Linked DNA regions of Sus scrofa: regions 2 and 3 are each linked to region 1. The links are chromatin contacts, called in public Hi-C and HiChIP or PLAC-seq maps. All regions are on one chromosome and are shown on one strand. Each heading gives the region's core, a stretch centred on a gene start, on an enhancer-like site or on the middle of the called end of the contact. The rest is flanking DNA. Distances are from core to core; before and after follow the strand shown.

Evidence for each region. A called contact is a pair of places that touch in the nucleus more often than the background predicts. HiChIP or PLAC-seq counts read pairs in DNA pulled down with a chosen protein or histone mark.
Region 2: a Hi-C map of embryonic fibroblasts shows a contact between it and region 1, with 2.7 times the contacts expected there. The contact joins the promoter of SLC30A1 here to the promoter of INTS7 in region 1. A contact is called at or near these places in 2 of 47 Hi-C or Micro-C datasets (embryonic fibroblasts and liver).
Region 3: a contact with region 1 is called in an H3K27ac HiChIP or PLAC-seq map of skeletal muscle, with 6 times the contacts expected there. The contact joins the promoter of TMEM206 here to the promoter of INTS7 in region 1. A contact is called at or near these places in 1 of 5 promoter capture datasets (fetal skeletal muscle), 3 of 47 Hi-C or Micro-C datasets (blood, liver and skeletal muscle) and 2 of 2 datasets of contacts at active chromatin or transcription factors (alveolar macrophages and skeletal muscle).

What each region holds. Positions count from the first base shown.
Region 1 is chr9:131,274,231-131,277,204 of Sscrofa11.1, reverse strand. It overlaps INTS7 (integrator complex subunit 7), which reads right to left and starts at 1,576. Exons shown (of 21, transcript XR_002336047.1): 1 at 1,364-1,576. DTL (denticleless protein homolog) reads left to right here and starts at 1,779. Exons shown (of 16, transcript XM_013979970.2): 1 at 1,779-1,963. The coding sequence starts at 1,912.
Region 2 is chr9:131,632,130-131,635,103 of Sscrofa11.1, reverse strand. SLC30A1 (solute carrier family 30 member 1) reads right to left here and starts at 1,518. Exons shown (of 2, transcript NM_001139470.1): 1 at 890-1,518. The coding sequence starts at 1,505.
Region 3 is chr9:130,966,772-130,969,745 of Sscrofa11.1, reverse strand. TMEM206 (transmembrane protein 206) reads right to left here and starts at 1,538. Exons shown (of 8, transcript XM_005667859.3): 1 at 1,357-1,538. The coding sequence starts at 1,392.

The DNA of each region.
Region 1 (2,974 bases), core at 327-2,826:
GACTGGCAACTCTCACTGGGGACTAAGGAAGGAATTGTCAGAATGGGGAGGGAAAGATTATGTAATGCTATGGTTTTGTAATTCAGAGGTAAAAAGCCCTATCATACAGGTAAGTGAAAGCAAAGCTCAACATTTTCTTGGCTGGTGGAGAGGTACTGAAGATACTGTGACTCAACCAAATGAAAATCTCAATGGAGCGCTGTAACTGTTTTATGTTGATCAAAAGGAGTTAAAAGCTTTTTTTAAAGTTTAAAACACTTATTCAGACCAACCCACTTTAAATGTTTACAGGTCAAAACCAAACAAAACAAATAAACAAAAAGAGTACCCCCCCTAAAGTCAATGTAGTGACCAAGTCAGAGAGCTGGGAAGTGACTCCGATTGGACTTAAAGGAAGAGCGTTCTGCTAGTCCAATTCTTGTTTTTTACACACAAAAATTAATGTATGCCAGATGTTTCCCCCATTCAATAAAAAGCATTTAAGTACACTGAACAAAAGTTTCATTTTAATACTTGAGTTTTTTACTGACAAAGATCTCCCCCTGCCTCCCATATGTATGGGTAAGGCAATTTTTTTTCTGCATTTAATAAAGACTTCTCTTGCACATCATTAAATCACTTAATATTGACAACAATCTTGCCAGCTCAATGGTACTTTACCCACTTTGCAGAGAAAAAAACCAAGGTTAGGTGAAGTTAGGTCACCTGTCCGTCATCATAAAATCAGCGGAATTAAAATTCAACTCCGTCTACCTAAAGCTCCTTCTACTACACCAAGCTCCCAACCCCCACTTCACCCTTGCCCAGCCGACTCCACCACCCACCATCCCTCCCACGCCCGTAAGGAAATAGAACTCGTGGAATCTGTCTGCACAGAATGAGCAAGGGCTGTGCTTTTCGGATGGACTTGTCCCTATTTAACCTGCGTAGTAACTGGCAGGTAACAGTTACAGAAATCAAGTGAATCGCAATAAAATCGGTCCAAGGTTATTATTCAGCACTCTTTTGGTGAAGACCTGGTCTCAATCGACTATAATGAAAACTAATTTCTCAATTTCAATGTAGCATTTTTAGAAACTGCTCGGAAAATCGGGGGACTGTGCCCTCAAGCGGTCAAGACGGGCCCATCACTGGAGTTTTCTACTTTTTCAGCGTGTGTGAGGCCCATCCGGCAACGCTGCAATTTTCAGGAACAACCTCCCCAAGCTGCAAATGCCTTACCAAAAGCACAAGCACCCGCGCCTGCCCCGCCCAGGGAAGATGTGCGCATGCGCCTTCCCAGCCTCTTCCTAGGCTACCACCGCCTGGTGGCGCCAGTTCCCCCCACACCCGTTCCACCCGCTTCGCCCGCTCTTTCGCATACCTTTGTCTAATTCCATAAGGGCAGAGTTAGCATCCAGCTCCTGTTCGCCATAGCCAGCATCTGCCAGAAAAGACTTCGTTGAGTTTGACGCCATGATCCGAATAGTTACTCGACTAGCCTATTCAGAAAGATTGCAAACTCTGCCTCAGCCCCGCCATCTTCTTCCACCACCTTCTCGCGGATTTTTCCTCCGCGCTCTGCCGAGCCGAGTTACGCATGCGCCCAGGCCTCCCCGCCGTTCGCCGGCGCCTCTGCGGCCCCCCGCGCAGGCGCTCAGGGAGCTCTGGAACTCTAGGTTCCCGCGGCTGGGAGAAAAGGAGGCGGAGATTCGAAGGGGGAAGTGACTCGGACGCGCCCGGACGCCGCGGCGGGAGCCAATCAGAGGGCGTGACGTCAGTTTGGCGGGGAGTTTGGTGGCCGGGGCTTACAGTGGCGGGAGTTGGAGGCAATAACTCGTCGTGTTCTGAAGGGCGCAAGAGACGGTTTCTGCTGCATCGGGGGGCTTTTCCGCGGCTTTTCCTTCACTTGAGCCTTTCCCTCCGGCCCAGATGCTCTTCAGTTCGGTGCTCCGCCAGCCCCAATTTGGCGTCCCAAGGAGTGGTGAGTAACGGCCCTAACCGCTGCCTTTGGCCGGCGGATCCACCTCCCCCGTAACAGCACCTCAGACCAGTGCCCACGCCGATGCCGTTTCCCAGCCGCCGGGTTCTCCCGCAGCCGAGCGAGTTCGCGGAGGCGAGGAGTACCGAGGAAAGCTGCACTTGCGGGCCCTCGAGACACGTTCCGTCGTAATCGGGACTTTTTCGGTCAGGACTGTGGCCTGACGGAGGGAGGGACGTTGAGTTCACTGGCCTCCATTACGGCCTGTGTCCATTTTGCTCATTAAGTGGAAAATGCGTGCATCTGAGTAGGTGTGGTTCTCGCAGCAGCTACGCGAGGCCGTCCGGACTCATATTCATTGGTGAATTCATTCATTTGTGGTAGAACCTTAGTGAGCCCGACTATTTGCTGTGTACACCAGTGAAAATGACCCGCTGTTAGGGAACTCCGTCAAGCAGAGAAGATAGCACATCTGCTTTTAGCATGGTCAAATTTTTTTCCTCCCGATTAACACATGGGCACAAAAATCCGTAATTGCAGAGCGAAAAATGCTTATGAGCGTATGTCCCAGAAATGACGGCTATGAATAGATTGAAATATCTTAATCCAGATGTTTTTCAATGTCAGAGGTAATAATTGTTATTTACAGAAATGGGGTAAAAATGTTTTGTCTCGTTTTTCACTTTAACGGTGTAACTTGGAACTGTTGCCGTATTAGTATCTAGATATCTATCTTGTTCTCTCCAGTTCTTTAAGTCCCTTAGGTTAAAACATTGGCAATGAGAATTTTGAGTTTAAGTTTGGTATCATCAACCTGAAACTTTCTTCTTAGTTTCTGATAAGGGAGTTACTACCCAGACAGACTAAGCATGGATACAAATGAAATCTCATTCATTTAAAGATAAACTAGGTCTTCCTTCCCCCTTGAAATCATGTGGAAAACAAGAAGAAAACAATCTGAGAAGGGAACTTTTTATATTTAAGGCATAGGTCTAGGAAAAGGATATTGAGAAG
Region 2 (2,974 bases), core at 269-2,768, 360 kb before region 1:
GAATAAATATATATGGAAAAAATCTAGAAGGAAATACACAAGTTGTTAACATCCCTGGGCTTGGGTAGTCAGGTATTAGATAGATTCCTTTTTCTGTCGCCTTCAACGCCCATTTCCCAGATTTCCTTCAAAAGCACTTACTGTTTAGAATGAAAACTGTCCATTAAAAATATAAGCTGAATTACCATCGCTTATCTTCGTATGATTATGGAAATTCCTAAGTGAAATGTTAAACATGCCCAGACAGGTCCGAAGTCTAAGATTTTCAGGGTTTGGTTTAGATTTTAGAAAATTACCTGAAACATACACGGCTGTTCTTAAGAAGAACCTTGAACCAGGGTTTTGAACTCAGGCAAGTCAATCGCTAGATAGCTGGCTCGGGATACATCAAGAAACTTGTTGGAAGGGCCTCAGAACTACTTGGGCAGAGCAAGGTCCCAAACAGCCAACAACTAAGGACCAGCGGGGGATTCTCTCCGTGGGCCGACAGGGTCAAGAAATTGAATTAGGAAGCAGTTTGGATCCTGCTAACGCCCAAATCAGACACTCTCTTGAAACGGCAGCCTGAGAAGACAGCCAAGTGTGGGGTGCGGGCAGCAGGGGGCTGACGGTCACCCCTGACCTTTGTCTGCTCTCACAGCCGCGATGCCTCGTCTACACCCACCCCCCAACCCCCGAAGCGTCCCCGGGCTCATGACACCAGGCTGAAAGGGGGAAACCTGCGTTTCCGCGCCTTCTGGGCGGGCGCGGGACCGGGAAGGAGCGGCGAGGCGGCGGTGCGGCGCGGCGCGGCCCGCTGGGCACCAGGGGGCGTGCGGGCCACCCCGCCCGGGGCCACCCGGGGTCTGGGCTCCCCAGGGCCAACCACCTGCGGCGGCGACCACCTCACCTGTCCGGTCCAATTTCAGCCCGTTGGAGTTGCTGCTCTTGGCCACCAGGATGTTGGTCTCCTCCTGGTCGGTTCCCTGCTCCCCTGGGGCCGCGCTGCTGTCGCTACCGCCGGCGCGGCTGCTCTTGCCGCGGCCCCCCTTGGGGAGGCCGTGGCCGTGCCCCCCGTGCGAGTGGCCGTGGCCGGAGTCGTTGCCGAAGCCGCTGTGATGGTGGAAGAGGCAGAGCCCCAGCACGTTGACCACCAGCCCCGCCACGCCGACCCCGAGGACCACCAGCGGCTGCTGCATCTCGTGCGGCTCGATGAAGCGCTCGATGGCCTCCAGCAGGATGGCGAAGCAGAGGCCGGTCAGGAAGATGGCGTTCACCAGAGCCCCCATCACTTCGGCCCGGATCCAGCCGAACGTGTTCTTCTGGGTGGCGTGGGTCCGCCGGGCGAAGCGCTCGGCCACCAGCGCCACCACCAGCGCCAGCACGTCCGACAGCATGTGGAAGGAGTCCGAGAGCATCGCCAGCGACGAGGTCACCCGGCTCACCACCACCTCCAGGACCATGAACATGAAGGTCAGTAACAGCATGCAGAGCAGCCGGCCCCGGTTCCGACCCCAGCACCCCATGGCTGCGGCTTAGGGGCCCGCCGAGCGCGGCCCGGACACTCGTGAGGCGGCGGCGGCGGCGGCGAGGCGCCGAGGGCCGGCGGCCCGGCCACGGAGGAGGAAGGGCGCCGCCGGGCTCTCACCGCCGGAGCCCGGCCGCTCGGGAGCCTGCGGTGGGGCCTCCGCCGCCGGACAGGGGCGAGCCCGGGGTCAAGCCGCCGCGCCCCCGCGCCTGCGGGCGTCCCCGGCGGGCCGGTGGCGCGCAGCTCCTCAGGCGTCTGTCCTCGGAGCCGGCGCGGAGGCCCGGCTCAGCCCCAGCAGCCCCCACACCCACGGCGGGGCGGCGGAGGTGGGGAACTGGGGCTCCCGGAGCCCGCGGACCAAGAGCCGGAGCAGGAGCGGGCGGGCGACGGGCAGCTCTGCGCTGTGAAGACTCCAAGCATCTGCCGGCTCTCCGCGCAGGTCTCCCTCTCTCAGGTCTCCCTCCGGTGTGGCTCGGACCGAGGAGCCGACGCCTGAAGAGCTGAAGAGGCGGCAGCAACCGCAGCTGCACTCGGCCCGGTGTCGGGCGCCTTCTTCGCCCCCCCGCCTTTGCAGACGGTTTACAAAAAAACTTTGCTTTGCACTCGGAACCCCCGTTTTCACACGGACCCGAGCGTGACAAGGCCTCGCCGCCCCGCCCACCAGGCCCGGCATGCTTCCCCATTGGCCAGGACCTCCTCACGACAGCCGCCGCGCCCCGCCTATCCGCGCTCACTATTGGATGGAGCCCGGCGGGGCGGGAGGGGGCGGTGTCGTGGCTCTAACAGATAGGGGCGGGGCCTTTCCCTTCAGGAGCCGGGCGTGGGCCGGGGGCCGCGGCCGGGTGCAGCGCCTGGCGTCGTGGGGGAGGGTGGGGGGCGCGGGCCGCGTGCAGCAGGAGGGGGAGGGGCGGGGCGGGGCAGCCGGGGTCCTCCCGGCGTGGCGGGGCTCCTGCTCTGGCGCTGCGGGTTCTCGCAGCTCCCAGCACACCTACGGGGCCCGGCAGCAAACAGACTTTGATCCTCCGAGCCGGGTCCACGTGGGGCGGGCCGCGCGGCCGCTGTGACAGGCGGCAGCCTGGGAAGGGCCGAAAGGGGGAGCCCCTGTGTGCGGGGCCCTCGGGTGGGCCCTCCTGTCAAAAAGCCCCGAGATTAGGCCGACGGACTCGAAAGCAAGGGCAGCACGCAACTTGTGACTCCGCTCAACACCCAGCTGAGTTAGTCCGAGGAGGTCCTGCGAGGCGATGAAGGGAATCTTCGTAAATGTTTCAATAAAGCGAAGCACCCGCATCACCACCATCCCCAGGAGACCTTGCGTGAAGCCGTATATTTCTGTCACTGATTATCTAAGGGCCACTTAGGTACAGACTTAAAGCAGGAGAAACCGGGGTTCTGGCCCTTGCTTTGCCACCAGCCAGCTGTCTGGCTTTGAGCAAGTCAACTCATCTCTCTCGACCTGTTTCTTCATCA
Region 3 (2,974 bases), core at 289-2,788, 310 kb after region 1:
ACTTGTCTGGGAAGCCAGTCTCCAGGGAGCAGGTGGGATGCGAGATCCCTCCTTGAATAATGGGGGAATTTGAATCCATGGAGCCTGAGAAGTGGGTTAAAAAAGAAGAAACAGTGTGAGCACAGGCATAGCAGGAGCACATTTTTAAAGGAAGAGTTCCGGGGGTGGGCCAGAACCCAGGTGGGCGAGGAGAGGATGAAGCTGTAGCTTTTAAGAAGACACAGCTGCAGGGCTGTGAAAGCCTGTTCGGTTGGTTCGGTTCTGAGCAGACCGAGGGCAGCACCAGGTGTGCGTAAAAGGGAACCTGACGCAAGAGACCAAGAGAAAAAGGGTGCATTTCTATGTATGACTGCGTTGCTGTGCCTTACCACAGAAACTGACTGTAAATCAACTACACTCGACGTTTTTTTAAAAGGTGGGGGAGGGGGATGCTCTGGGATCAAGGCAGGGCCCCCAGACGAATCCGCACAGCACGGGGACACCACAGGGAGCGGTAACGCAGACCCGGGGACACAAACCTGAGGGCTGAGGACGTGGAACTGCCTGAACTTAGCACGAGAGGGGAGCGGCGCGCGGGGCGCACAGGAGGGAAGATAACCAGAGATGACCAAGGGTTGGGGCCCTAGAGGAGGAGGAGGAGAGCAGTTCACTAGTGTCAGCAAGAGTCAGGAGGAGCTGGTCTGAGGGAACAGCTGGAACCGCACGCAGCGCGTAGCTCGGGACCGACCAGAGACAAAGAACTGGAAAGTGGGAGTTACGGTCGTGAGAGGAGGCGAGCCTGCAGAGAGACACGGAGCGGGGCGAGAAGCAGCTCTGTCGGGGAGAGCCATTTCAAAGTGAGCTGCCATCCAGACAGGCTGTAACTCTCCCTGTCGGTAACAGCTGCAGCGGCCACGAGGCCTTGCGCCGGGAGGGGGCTGAAGCCCACCGCGCCTGGGCTGCAGCTGGGAGAAGGACGCGGGTGCTTCCACTTGCTGCAAAAAAAAAAAAAAAAAAAAAAAAACAGAGTTCTCGGGGCAACCGCGGGGCTCGCCTGGCCCGCTGTGCTGGTGCCTGGGTCCGACGAGGCTTTAATCATTCACCTGCTGGCTACGGGTCGCGGCTCCGGTGCCCCCGCTCCATCCTTCGGCCAAGCGCCGGCAGCATCCGGAGGAGGCTCAGCGCCCCGCTTCCTTCCTGCTCCGCCGCAGCTCGGCACGCGAGGACCGCTCACCCGACGCATTCACCGCTCCTCGGAAGCGCGCTCGGCCCGCCCGGACGCCCCCCTCAGCCCAGCAGCCCGGACCCCCGGGGACCCGCTCCGGCCCACAGGAAACTTTGCTGTCCCTCCTACCCATCTCCCCAACCGCCTCGTACCTCCTGGTAAGACGTAGAGAGCTCCTGCCGGATCATGGCACTGAGCGGAGTTAAGACACACCCGAGTCCGCTGCAGCCCGCGGGGAGCACAGACTGGAGCTCCGCCGCTGCAACACCCAGACCCGCGGGCTCCGAGCTGCGAGTCCGGCTCGGAGGAGGGGCTTCGAGATCAGGCGGGGCCGCACTCGGCGCAGGCGCCTTGCTCCGCCGCCGCCGGGGCCGCTAAAGGCTTGCTGGGAAATGTAGTTCTGGGCAGGGGGCACTCGGCACTCCTGGGGCAGCGAAGCCTGCGCTTTACCCAGAGCGAGGCTTAACCCGCGCTTAGACACACGTGCTTTCTTCGTCTCTTGCTTCCTCTGTTTATTGGAGGGGGAAGGGCGGAGAAAATGAGTAGAAAGTGGAACAAGAGGGCCAAGTCAGACGGGATCCTTATCTTTAACTGCAAGAGGAAGCTTGCCTGGTGGTTTTTAACCATCGTAAATGTTGGGAGCGCATTTTATACGTTACAAAGCACTTTCACGCACTAATTATGCCTTTTATCCTTCGAGGAACCATGTAAGGAGCGCATTTTCCTCCCCGTTTTACAGATGAGGAAACTGAGGTAACACGTTTCAGAAAAGATGGGGAGAAGGCCATGAACAAGTGGTTATTTAATCCAAGAACAAACACAGAAGCCAAGTTCTTTCCATTATTCCTGGGACAGACACTGGAATCAGGACACAATAGGTTCTTGCCCAGGCTCAGCCCCTCCCGCAGGTGTTGTTAATACTTTGGGCCCTTCTCTGTTCGCCTTAGAATGCATCTGCCCTGCCTCACAGCAGCAGAAGCCTCCTGCCCTGACTGTGATGGAGAATAGGATGTTTACCGCGAGGCGGGCGAATCCAGGACCGCACGGCCCCCTCCTCCCACTGCCTGAACAGCGGTTCTGTGTGGCCGCCCTGGGCTGCTTCGTGGTGAAGCAGAGAGAAGTTGCTGATGCCTTGGTGAATGCTGCTCTGTGTCCTGGGCAGCTGCAGCTCTGCCAACCCCTGCATTCAGGGCCTCTTCGCTCCTCGGTGGCAACCACAGGAGCGGCAACCACATCAGAGCACCCTGACTCTCCAGTGTGTTAGTAGTGAGAGGCCTCCACCACCTCTTCTGACCACCCTAGGCCAGCCCAGGCCCTCTGCTCTCACATCTATTAAACAGGACAATATAAATGGTACCTAACACATCATAGGCACCAGCAATGTTTGTTGAATTTATGAATGGGACACTTATTCCAGCCATTTCATTGAAGAGTTGCTTGCCAAAACAAACAACAACAACCAACTCATTCAATTTCTTGCTGCATCACTAGAAGGTGGGTGTGTGTGTGTGGGGGGGGTGACAGAACAAGTCACACAAAGCATAAAATTTTAAAGCTGGAAGGAACCAGAGACATCTAGTCCAGCCCTATCATTCCTCTCTACTCCTGTTGCTGTGACCAAACTGGAAAATTACAGGCTTCCACATTAGAAGGAGACACTAACACAATATTGGACATGGTTTAACAGATGCAATGTGCTGGGCATTGGGATACAGACATGAAGGGGATGCTCCAAAGTCTTTGCTCTTGTGGCTCTTCCCACCGGAAAGC